2 separate regions of the Rattus norvegicus genome follow, and region 1 is linked to region 2. A link is a contact called in public Hi-C data. All regions are on one chromosome and are shown on one strand. The core of a region is the stretch at or near the end of the contact, and the rest is flanking DNA. Distances in the headings are between cores, read along the strand shown. Region 1 holds the start of Kdm5b (lysine demethylase 5B). Region 2 holds the start of Tmem183a (transmembrane protein 183A).

What was found. A called contact is a pair of places that touch in the nucleus more often than the background predicts.
Region 1: a Hi-C map of kidney shows a contact between it and region 2, with 3 times the contacts expected there. The contact joins the promoter of Kdm5b here to the promoter of Tmem183a in region 2. A contact is called at or near these places in 3 of 12 Hi-C or Micro-C datasets (frontal cortex, hepatocytes and kidney) and 1 of 1 datasets of contacts at active chromatin or transcription factors (oligodendrocytes).

Annotation. Positions count from the first base shown.
Region 1 is chr13:48,550,300-48,556,450 of GRCr8, forward strand. It overlaps Kdm5b (lysine demethylase 5B), which reads left to right and starts at 4,098. Exons shown (of 27, transcript NM_001107177.1): 1 at 4,098-4,467. The coding sequence starts at 4,264. It also overlaps a transcript of Mgat4e not described here.
Region 2 is chr13:48,368,161-48,374,182 of GRCr8, forward strand. It overlaps Tmem183a (transmembrane protein 183A), which reads right to left and starts at 4,188. Exons shown (of 8, transcript NM_001013871.1): 1 at 4,044-4,188; 2 at 3,831-3,920; 3 at 2,709-2,876. The coding sequence starts at 4,152.

The DNA of each region.
Region 1 (6,151 bases), core at 2,848-5,347, 180 kb after region 2:
ATCCCACGGGCAAGGCCTTGCCGCTGAGAGGGAGGGATACTGGTTCCAGTGGATTTAAGCAGAGGAGGGCATGGGAAGGACGCTTTATCTCACTGTATTCACACACTGTGTGGGCTGTCCAACACTTCGCCACCGAGTTACTGAGAGACAAGTAGAGTCTTCTCTATGTCCAGCCCAAAGCCTCATCCTCAGACAATTGGAGTCACAGAAACTCAAGGCCATTTCTCCCCCACCCTCCTTTCTACAAATATTTGTGGAGCAGCTCCCACGTGCCTGGTACTGACTTTACTCCTTCCCTCTAGCGGCTTACCAAGGGGTGGGGCACGCGCTGAGGAGTTAGCAAGGGCTACGCTGGGAAACAGATGCGGAGCTATAAAACTAGCAATAAAGAGTAGCAACGAGACGTTTTGGAAAGACACAAAACAAGTAAAGCAGAGGGACGTCCCATGGTTACCCCAAGGGCACCTGACACCAAATATTCCAGAGCACGAAAGGTGCTGAGTTTAGATGTTATCACTGAACTGGAGATGAGAAACTGAGACCGTGCATCGCGGGTACTTGGGAAAACAGAAGGTGGGGACGGGAAAATACGGGTGGTAGTAGACCCGATGCACTGAAGTAAGGCCAGGGCGGAAAGAAGGCACACGGACGACTTCAGAGCCCCGTCGAGGCGGCAGCGGTGCGGAGGGGGTGGGGAGCCGGACCGACACGTGCGCTACGTGCTGCGCCGGCCGCCGCCCCTTTTTGGGCTTCTGGGGACCAGGCCTGCCCCCCCCCCCATCTGTGGCTCAGACCCCGAGCCAGGCAGGAGGGGTGGGGCGACATCGACGGAGAGCGAGAGGAAAAGTCCTCGTGTTTGGAACCCAGAAGCCTGGTCTCCACTGCACGGCGACCGGAAGGAGGACGACCAGCGCCTCTTAGACCAGCAGGCAGATTTAGGGCACAGGCTGCGCTCTTGGGGTGCAGGCCGGGGGCGGAACTCAGCCTGCTGGGGGTAGGTTGAGGTCTGACGACTGAGTAGGCGGGATAAAGACACCCATCCCTAGAGATGTATCTAGAGGCTCTCCAGCACTCATGGGGTGGTTGGGGGGACGGAGTCCGGGGCGGAGGCGGAGTGTTGTCCAAGAGTAAGGAGGGGGGGGTTCCTGGAGACGTGGCACTCCGAGCGGGCTCGGTTCTACTCCGGCCGCCGGGGCTGCAGTCCCTCTTTACCCGAGAACCTGGCGCTGTGGCTCCGCCCAGCTCTCGCTCCCAACCCTTTGGGTACCCGAGACCCGGCACCTCCAGGACGGGGTTACCCAGGTCCGGCCTCTAGGGCGTCCAGCCGGCCCTACACTAGACAATGCGGACCGGGCCCCGCCCCCGGAGGCTGATGCGGCTCGGGCCGCGGCCAATCATCGCCTGTGGCCAGGCTCTTTAAAAAAAGAAGAGCCGGCCGCGGTGTGGCTGTCAGCTGGAGAGGGATCCCTCCGCCCATGTAAACACACATCATAAAGGGCAAGGGGAAACGTCTTCCGTGGGGCGGGGGAAGCTGTTACCTTTAAAGCAGAGACCCTTCTCAGGCCCTAGGTTCTCTTTACTAGCTTGGCAACCGCCACTCCCTCCGTGTCTCTCTGGGTTGGTGTGAAGCCTATTAGTTGCTGCTTGATCTGAGAGGAGTAGTATCTCATCATTTCGGATCACTACCGGAAATGGAGGAAAGAGGACTAGTAGACCTTGAAAGTTGGGAGTGAGAGAAGATGCCTAGGCCACAGACAACTGAGACTTTTCCTAAGCTCGTATCCTCTAGTTACATACCCACAATTCATGTATTTCTGAAGTCTGAGAGTTATAACATACTTGGTTTCTAGGATGCCAACGTCAAGGGTAAAAGTACTGTGTTCTCCCAAGGCAGAGAATATGAGAGGGAATCAACTCTAGGAAGACCCTCAAATGCGCAAAGGGCATATGACACCCAGGGCCAGGGCCAAGAGGGACAATAAAGGATTTTTCTCAGTCAACATGACGGATCATCTCAAGTCCTAGTCTTTGAGGTCAGCCTGGGCTACATCGTGAATTCCAGGCCAGCTTTGGCAACAAGTATGCAGTCCTGTTTCATTTTTTCCCCTCCTCAAAACATTATCAGGAAAGAAAAAAAAAAAAACCCCAAGGTTAAAAAATATGGCAGGCTGAGTGAGGTGACTCATGTCTTTAATCATCGAATCTTTAATCACCGAATCTCCGATTTGAAGGCAGCCTGGTCAGTATGTGAGTTTCAGGCTAGTCAGAGATATACGGAAATCTTGACTCAAAAATTTGGTAAATTCTGTACTTCTTACCTAGGTTTTCCCCACGATTCTATAGCCTGCCGGATCACCTTATCTTATGGTCTTGTTTTCGGAATAGGTTACTTGCTGCTTTGGTTGCATCTCATTGGCAGCAGAAGACTCAGGCTCCAAATCCCTGTGGAGCTAAGAAAAGCTTTTCCTTCTCCAGGAACTGAACTGTTTTGGAGACCGGGTAACTGTGGAGCATATTAAAGAGTGAGACTTTTCTCCCCTTTACTGAAAACTGTTTTGTATGTTGTATTTTTTATATTTTAAAAATTGTGTGTGTGTGTGTGTGTGTGTGTGTGTGTGTGTGTGTGTGTGGGGCCTGGAGAGGCAGAAGAGACATCAGAGCCTCTGAGGCTGCAGGGAAGAGGCAATTGTGAGCTGACTGATGGGTGTTGATCTGGAAACTCAGTTTATATCCTCCAAGACAGAAAGCAAAGGCCCTTAATCCACTGAGCCATCTCTCCCGGCTTGTTTTTTGATGCAGGATCTCATTATGCAGATAGATCAGGCTGGCCTGGAACTTGTGGAGGATTGAAGGTGTGTGCCACCACATAACTTCTACTTTCTTCCTTTTGTAAGCTGAAGAACGATGGTTCGTGTGTGATGGGATACATTTGTTAAGGCAGGAGGATCAGAAGATCAAAGTCATCTTTGGTTATATAGAGAGTTCCAGGCCAGCCTTGGCCACATTAGTCCTGTTAAAAACTACACCCAGAGACTAAGAGAGGTAGCCTATTCTGAAGGGAGGGCTCTGGATCCACTGATCCCTCCTTATACAGGGGCAAGCAGTGTTTCCATGAGCTTGGTTGCTTTCTAGATTAAAGAAATCATTGTTGTGTTCAAGTTCTACTTAGGCCCTTCTGACTTTTTACAGGGCATCCCCCGTCTTTGTATTTCACGGTTACTTAATCTCTCAGCCCCTTTGTTGCTTCCTCTGAAACAATGGGACCAGTTCCAATCTCTTTACTAAAGACTTGTACCTTCTGGTCTGCTGGAAATCTGTATATCAGAGGCATCTCGAGCTCAGCCCATTCAGGAGTGAATACATCTTCCCTGGAATGACATGCGCATGGCATAATCTGGATGCTTGTCCCAGCAACACCAACTGGTCAGGCCCTTAGTATGGCATTCCTATGGTCCCTTCCTAGTCTAGCTTTTAGTTCCTACAGTTTCGTTTCAATCTATAGATAGGGGTGTTGACTTTATTTAGGCCCTCCCTTCATTCCTTGACTGGGTTATTTCAAGATCTTTTTGCTCAAGTCCAACCCTGTATATGTGTAGACTTCTGTGCAGCACCCCCACTTTCCAATAAACAGTCTGAACTGTTGGAATGGTCAAATGCTTAAGCCCCTCACAGACTAAACAATCCCGAAAAGCATTTGCACTTTACAATGTGTCTAGGATAAACAAGTGCTCGAAGAGTTATTCTCCTCATTACTATAACTTGCGTCTATCCTTGCTGTTCTTGTGTGCAAGTTGTTTACTTGGAGAATCCTCCAATTTCAGTACTCTGCCCCTCGGGTTTTACTATGCAAATCCTTCATGGCAAAATGTATGACGTGATTGATCGATTGTACCTCTGTTCTCTCTACTGGACTGTTAACTTCTTGAGAGCAAGAATTCTGAAACTTCAGTGGTCAACTGAAGCATTAAGGATAAACATCCCAGGCAGAAGGCCCCTTGCCCCTCCCGGTTAGGGGGCGGGGCGAGACCTGGCTCGGGGTGGCAGCCGGGACTTTTTTCCTCGCCGTGGCGGCGGAGGCGCACGGCGTGGGGTAGCGGCAAGACGTCGTCGGAGGAAGGCTGAAAAAGCCCTAGGTGTTGCCGTTGCTAGTAGAAGTCGGACTTGTCGCCCGAGCTGTGCGTGTGCACAGGTTTCGGACGGAGCGGAGCTCGCTGCCGCGGTTGCGGAGCTTGCCCTGTGCTCGCCCCTGCCCACGTCGCGGTGATGGAGCCGGCCACCGCGCTGCCCCCAGGCCCGCGCCCGGCGCTGCCCCTTGGGGGCCCCGGCCCGCTGGGAGAGTTCCTGCCTCCCCCCGAGTGTCCGGTCTTCGAGCCCAGCTGGGAAGAGTTCGCGGACCCCTTCGCTTTCATCCACAAGATCCGGCCCATAGCCGAGCAGACTGGGATCTGTAAGGTGCGGCCGCCGCCGGTGAGTCAGCCAAGCACCCCGGATCCTGCTCGCGGCTGGGGGAGGGAGCGAGGACGCGCGGCCCGGGAGGCCGGAGGCGCGGGGGCGGGGAGAGGTCGTCCCGCGGGCCCAGTCAAGTTTGGGGCGGCTCGGAGGGTGGGAGATATAGCGGTGGGAGGAAGGCGCCCCGGGGGCTCGTCCCGGGTGGGATGCGGGTCGTGAGGACAACCGGCTCTGGCAGGGCGGCCGGAGGGCCAAGTCCGTGCCGCTCCGGGGGTTGGTGCGCTGCACGATCCGGCAGCAGTGAGGGCTGGAGTGGTGGCAGCCGCCGGGGTGGTCGCTGGGGAGTCCTCCCGAGCCCGGCTGAGACGCGGGCGGGGAGGCAGGGCTCTGGGCCCGCACGGCTCGGTGGCAGGTCCTCGCCTCCTTCTCGGGGTGCGGGGGTGTGTGATGGGTGGGGGTGGGGGACTTGCGAGTTGTCGTGTGAGGAGGAAAGTTTTCAATATGGCGGCGGGAGCCCCTGGTCCTTTGTGTGGTGGCGGCGTCGGCCCAGAGCTGCCCTCACCTGAGCGCCCCACCCTCCGGACCCGGGTCCCCCACCACCACCTGGTCCCTCGGCCTCCGGGAGTCCCCGGGGCGAGCTGGGGCAGGGGGCGGCCAGCGCCACTGGGGGCGGGGAGGAGCTGCGAGTCCGGTCTGGAGCGGCTGGCTGAGTGGTGGTGGGGGTGCAAGGGTGTGGGGGGGCACTTTGAGGATTGTGGGGGCAGGCCAGGAAGCGGGGGGCCCTGATGGCTTGCTCGTCCTGGCGGACGCTGCCACACAGACTTCGGGCCGGACCGCTTTGCTCCCGGGGGAGGCCTGGCTGGGGCTGAGGTGCAGAGGACGTGCTTGTAGGGGAGATGTCAGACGAGCCCTTGGGATTTCATCCCGGTCCCTAGCCTTCCCTACTCGGCCCTCCGGCGGTGGCTCTAGCGCCTCGAGCTTGGGGGGCTGTGAGGGGTAGGGTGTCCCCCGAAGACAGTCCTAACGGCTGCAACGTCCGCGGAGAGCCCGGCCCACTCCTTCCCTGTCCTCCCCCCCTCGCCCCCCCCCCCGCAGCCGGAACTGGATGCGCTGCGACACCCCAGGTTTTTCCGTCTACCTTTTGGGATGACCTGAGTCTGAGTTGGCCTAAACGACCGTTGGACCGGCCGGGACGGTTGGGAAGGTTTAACTGCCTTGCCTACCGTTTAAGAATTTTCTATCTTTCCCTGCTCTCTCACAAGTGGAAGAAGACCCTCCCCCCACCCCCGCCTTTTACCCCTTAAACTTGCTCTTTGTAATGGCATTTTGAGTTGCGGGATTGTGTACGTAGACGTTCTAGAAAAGCTGTTTTCGAGAGCCCCCTGAATAAGCCTTATCTTTCCACTACTCCTACGAAAGAAAAATTAAAACACAGACAACACATTTTAGTTGCTCTTGGACAACTTTGAGGACAGAAATGAAATGCCTTAGAAAATAACTGGCCAGGCCAGCTAGTATGGGGAAAATGTTTGGAAATAGATTCATTTCTTCTGGTGAAATGGACAGGGTCGATTGTTGTGGCTTAAAGGAAGGTTTCTGTTAGTGTAGAGGCCTGAAGAAGTTACACCCTTGCCTCGTTAGACCTAAGGTTTTAATTCTAAAACATAGACCACGTTTCAAACATTGAGCGATTTAGCTTTAT
Region 2 (6,022 bases), core at 2,938-5,437:
CAGGTTTGTTGTTATTGTTTAGCTTTCCAGACAGGTTTAGCTAACCCAGGCTGGCCTTCAACCTGGAGCTAGCCTTGGCCTTGGACTCCTGATCCTCCTCCTCCTCCTCCTCCTCCTGAGATTACTTGCTGGCTAACAAAAGTCTTTTTGAAGACTATTCCTCTTTTGAGGATACCAATTAAAACATTTATAGAGATAATGATAGCTAGGAATTGCCCAAAATTCCTAGAGGTAAAGGTTGAAGCATAAATTGTAGTGAGTTCATAGGTATTGAAATGGTTATGGCGGTTTCTTCAGAAACTAAAGGATGGGGGTTGGGGATTTAGCTCAGTGGTAGAGCGCTTGCCTAGGAAGCGCAAGGCCCTGGGTTTGGTCCCCAGCTCCGGGGGGGGGGGAAAAAAAAAAAAAAAGAAACTAAAGGATGGGGCAACCAGACAGCTTTGCAGGGAACCTGCAGTCAAACCTGACTGAGTTTAATCCCTGGAACTCACATGATGGAAGGAGATAGAACTGAGTATCACAAACTGCCCTCTGATCTCCACCTGTACACCCTGGTATTCACATTACTGTTACTCTACCTTTTACACACACACACACACACACACACACACACATGCAAAATAGATAGTCATTTTGAAAATATTTAAGAGAAATTAATCAAAATAGAATAGAGGTACTTAATAAAGTAAAATAAAAAAATAAAAAAGAAATAATGTTCAAGTATGTATGCCACAAACCACTTGTCTAATATGTGATTATATCCTGACTATCTGAAGGGAGTCTTATAATGTAATATTTTAATTTAAAATGAAGAAACAAAGAAAAAGCCAGGCATAGTGGCTTACTCCTTTAATCCCAGCACTCAGGAAGCAGAGGTAGGTGAATCCCTGAGTTCAAGGCCAGCATAGTCAGTTCCAGGACACTCTAAAGGCTACACAAGAAACCCTGGGGGGGGGGGGGGGGATGTTCATATGCTATTGTCAGAAACATCAAATGATAAAACCATTTCACTGATTCCTCAAAAACTTAAAACACAGATTACCACACAATCCAGAAATTGCATGAATGCTCATTACCTACTAGAAATGAAAGCATCTGCCACACCAAACTCCTCCCTGAAGTTGCTATATAATGCAGAGTAGTCAGACAAAAGGCAGTAAACATGAACTATTAGTACATTGAACCGTAAACATTTTTAAGCCACATGAAAGAAATTAGACTTGAAAGAGTATGTTAGCGCTGCATTTGTATGGAGTATCAGAACAGTCATATCTGCAGAGAATGAAGTTAGGGCAGGCCAGGGGTGCCGTACATCAGAAGCGGTGACACTGTGGTTTGGGAATTCTTTTTGGATGACGGAAACATTCTATCCTTAGTTCATGATGGCAACAGAACAGCTGGGAAATAGTAAAGCCTCTCAATTGTATTTGATTTAAAACTGTCTTGCCAGGCGGGCGGCACAGACCTTTAGTCCTAGTGCTGCCAAGACAGAGGCGTGGGGTCTCTGTCAGATGAACTCTGTGAGATGACGAACGGCTTGCCCTACACTAGACCCCCATTTCAAAAAATAAGGAAAAAAGAAAGAAAAAAACTATCTTGAGGCCCAGCATTTGGTGGCACCTGCCTTTAATCCTAGCACTTGGGAAGCAAAGGCAGGCAGATCTCTGTGGACTACAAAGCAAACTGGTCTACAAAGCAGTTCCGGGAATAGCCAGGGCTGTTACATGGAGAAACCCTGTCTCAAAGCAAAAAGAAAGAAAGAAGGAAAAGAAGGAAAAGAAAGAAAAGAAAGAAAAGAAAGGAAAGAAAGAAAGAGAGTGAGTGAGTGAGTGTGTGTGTGTGTGTGTGTGTGTGTGTGAAAGGAAAGGAAAAAGAAAATGAAATTTGTCTTGAAAAGCCAGGATGGTTTAGCAGTTGTTGCCCTTGCAAAGGCCTAGGTGTGAGTCCCAGAACCCACATCAGAGTGTACAATCATCCATCCAGCTCACAACTCCAGCTCCATAGCTAATGCCCTCCTCTGACCTCTACGGGTGCCAGACATACATGAAATGAACACATACGCATGTAGACAAACACCCATATTCAGTGCCTAAAAATAAATAAACAAAGAAAATAAAGAACAGTAAAACATAAGTTGGAAATGTTTTGGAAAATTTGTATATACATACACATATTTTTGTATGTATTATACATCCCTAACAGAATTAAGAAAAAATAAAGTATAACAAATGTTGCTATTAATTTTTGGATCCTGGAAAAGAAGGTTATTAGGCTGGGCATGAGAGATGGCTCAGCGGTTAAGAGCACTGACTGCTCTTCCAGAGGTCCTGAGTTCAAATCCCAGCAACCGCATGGTGGCTCACAACCATCTGTAATGGGATCTGATGCCCTCTTCTAGTGCCTCTGAAGACAGCTACAATGCACTCATATATAATAAATAAATATTAAAAAAAGTTATCGGGTTGGGGATTTAGCTCAGTGGTAGAGCACTTGCCTAGGAAGCGCAAGGCCCTGGGTTCGGTCCCCAGCTCCGCAAAAAAGAACCAAAAAAAAAAAAAAAAAAAAGTTATCACTGACAATGACTGGTACAATAGCAAATTCACCTCTTAGATCTCCCTTACATTGAAGAGCGATAGCATCAATTGATCAATCCACTGACTGATCGATCACCACAGACAGAGCTCAATCCTGAGCAAAGCAACCTGTACCTTTGTGTCTCTTGCTTTTCTTTTTTCTGGAGACAGATCTTTCCTGAGTGCTTTCCTCCTGGGCGTCCATCTCATCACTGCTGTCCAAGATGTCACTCGGCTCACCCACCCCAGAGAGAGCCTCTTCCGCAGGAACCTGGGACGCTTCCAAGCCACAGAGAGATTTTACTAGGAGAAAACAAGGAGAGAATGAAACGCACTTGGTTCCATCCAAAAATACCCATAAAGGCCCATGTATCAGCAACCATGGAGGACAGAGGCAATCTTGAAGAAAGCCAACACCTTATAATAAGAAAAGCTCAAACAAAACTGTAGCATTGTAATAACCAAAAGAAAAAGGAAAGCAATTGTCAAGCTATCTCTAAAGTAGCAGAAACTGATTCTTTCTAAGTGCTGACTTCAGTCTTGGGTTGGGGTGTGAACAATGCACCCACTGTGAATGAAAGCCGAAGCCAAGTGTACTGCCATGCACCTAGACTCCTAGGAGCATTGGCTTAAGAGAAATGGGATCCAATTTAACCCTGTCCTGCACTGGAGACATGTGACATAAACCATAAATCCAAGAGAACCAACTGCAAAAATCCTGACAGCAAGACAAGCACGGCAAAAAGAAAACGATATGCTAATGTAATGGATGTCAACTTGAAGTAAAATATGCATAATTATAAAAAATGAGAGACTGATATCAAGGCATGACAGTGGAGATTAATGACTACATGAAGTTGTGTGGGATTTTTGTTCTTGTTTTGGTCTGGTTGTTCTTTTGAGACAGGATCTCACAATGTAAACTCCTATGTAAACCGGGCTAGCCTTGAACTCAGAGAGATCCACCTGTCTCTGCCTCCCCAATGCTAAGATTAAAGGAACGCCCACCTGACCTGGTCACAAAATGGCTTTAATTCAAAGAGGAAATAAAAACATTTCGGCTCTGGAACCTGCTGATCCCCGCAACACACACCCATCCCATCCCCGATATGAGAAAGTAAACAGTGGGAAGAGCAAACACGTTCATAGCCAGATGCCAAAGGGCAGCAGGAAAAATACCCGGACACAATTCCAGGAAAATACAATACCTAATGCTGTCTTAAAAGCTTGGGCCTAAAGAGATCCACGAAAGCCTACCTTCCTGCTGAACAGCGTTGGCCACGGCTTTCTTGACCCGTCCAGACCTCACCACCGCCGGATCCGAGTTGGCATAGTCCGCCACAGTCACTGAAACAGAGCAAAGAGCCAAGGCCTCCTCAGACTCGGGGCAAAGTCTCCGCAGCCGAGTCTCGCCAAGCTGGACCCTGCTGCCCAGCCCCCCTCCGCCGCCCGGCCCCGCCCCTCGCCCACCTCGGCCAGAGCAGGCGTCGTGGGCCCGGAACTTGAGCCGCTTTCCTCTCTTGGGCATGGTGACGGTGTCCGGACGAGGCCCGCTTAGCTGGCCGGGGCCCCGGGCCATTTCTCGGCCCCGAGAGCCGGCTCCCGGAGCCGCGGGGCACTTCCACCCGGCTCCGCGGCCATCCCGCACAGAGGCTGCGGCTATCGCGAGGACTCAGGCGAGGACTCTGGGTCCCGTTGGTTGCCGACGCCTCTCTCGGGGAGCCAATCGCCTCCGGGGCCCAGTGACGTCATCACCCGGCGCCCTCGGCTGTAGCGGAGGCCAAGTTCCTAAAGGGTAGCGGGCTGCACAAGGTGGACAGGGTGTGTGTTATCGCCTTCTCGTAGGCGTTTGGTGTGTCAGACCCAGCCCTCCAAACGCGTTAATTAGAACTAACAGTTTACATCCTGGTCCACTTCAGCCTCTAGATTGCATATACTTTGTTGTCATTCCCTCCCACTTATGCCAAGTGACCCGAACGTAAATATCAAAGTGGTCGCTATAATTTTGCTTAAAAAGGCTTTGAAATTCTCCCTCCAGACCTGTGGCTAACGCCTGTAATCCCAACACAGAGGAGATGGTAGAGGGAGGATCAGAAGGTGAAGGTCATCCTCGGTTCGTAGCCAGCTGGGCTACAAGAGATGCTGCCTGAAAAAATAAACGTCTGAATTCTCAAAGTAAAAGATTCTTAAGGGCTGGAGAGTTGGCTCAGCGGTTAAGAGCACTGTCTGGTCTTCCAGAGGTCCTGAGTTCAATTCCCAGCAACCACATGGTGGCTCATAACCATCTGAAATGGGATCCGATGCCCTCTTCTGTGTGTCTAAAGACAGCTACAGTGTACTCATATAAAATAAAAAAAAAAAAAAGATTTTTAAAAGGTTTGTCCATCACCATCATTTGAGCAAATTCCAGAAGGATAGATGAGAAAATATCGTATTTCCTTTGTATTGATAGAAAAGTCCCGAGTTGTGTCCTCCTCCTTCCCCTCCTCTCCCTCTCCTCCCCCTCTCCTCCTCCTCCTTTTTTCCTTTCCGCTCCCAAAGTGTTAACGGTCCCTGGCTTAAGAAACAGTCCTTTTGACCCAGGCATCCCAACTGACTAGATCTATTCAGAGTGCCCTCTAAGATACCTCGGAGGGGTCTCCATTTTATTCTAACGTTTAATACTGTGCACAGAAGTTTATTAAGAGCAAACTACATAGCTGGTTTACTAGAATTATGAAACAGACTACCACCAGGGATCATGGAGTAAGGCTTGGATCACTTGGGAATGATAACTGAAACAACATAATTGGTTATAATCATACTCTAATTTATCTAGAATTATAACAGGAAGCAAAGGCCTAACAGACTATAATTGTTCCAAATCATTTTCCATGTATACATAATTAATGTCTGTAGTTGAGTTCAAAATACAGCTGGTCAGCACTGAGCCTTCTCATCTCACATTACCAGTAAAAAATTAATGAAGCTTTCATGCATGTAGATCTCTGCTCATGTGACACTCTTGAATACTCACACCCGGGAGTCTGGAGGGAATCAACGACGCAAGAGAAGACTCAGGCCCTATTAATAAACCACCAACTGCTTAAAAAAACATAAAGATGTTGGCTGAAATGTTCTCTCATTTTAATCCTTTAGATTGAAAAGCATGCTAGTTCCACCAAAATTTTCCTCTTTCAAATGTTGACTGAGTAAATCTTAAACAAGAGTTCTTGGAGTATTTAGCCACTTTGGAGGAACAAAGGATCCATACATCTTTTAATCCTCATTTCAATAAAAGGCAACAATGGGTGGCTAGGATGTGCTAGGATTAAAGGCATGTACCACCGCTATCTAGCCTGTGGCTGCTGTATTTAAAGACATGTAAGTGGGCTGAGGTGTCTCAGTGGGTGCTTCCCACCCAGCCTGATGACTTCTTGCCTCTACTTCAGGAAGACAGATTACAGTGC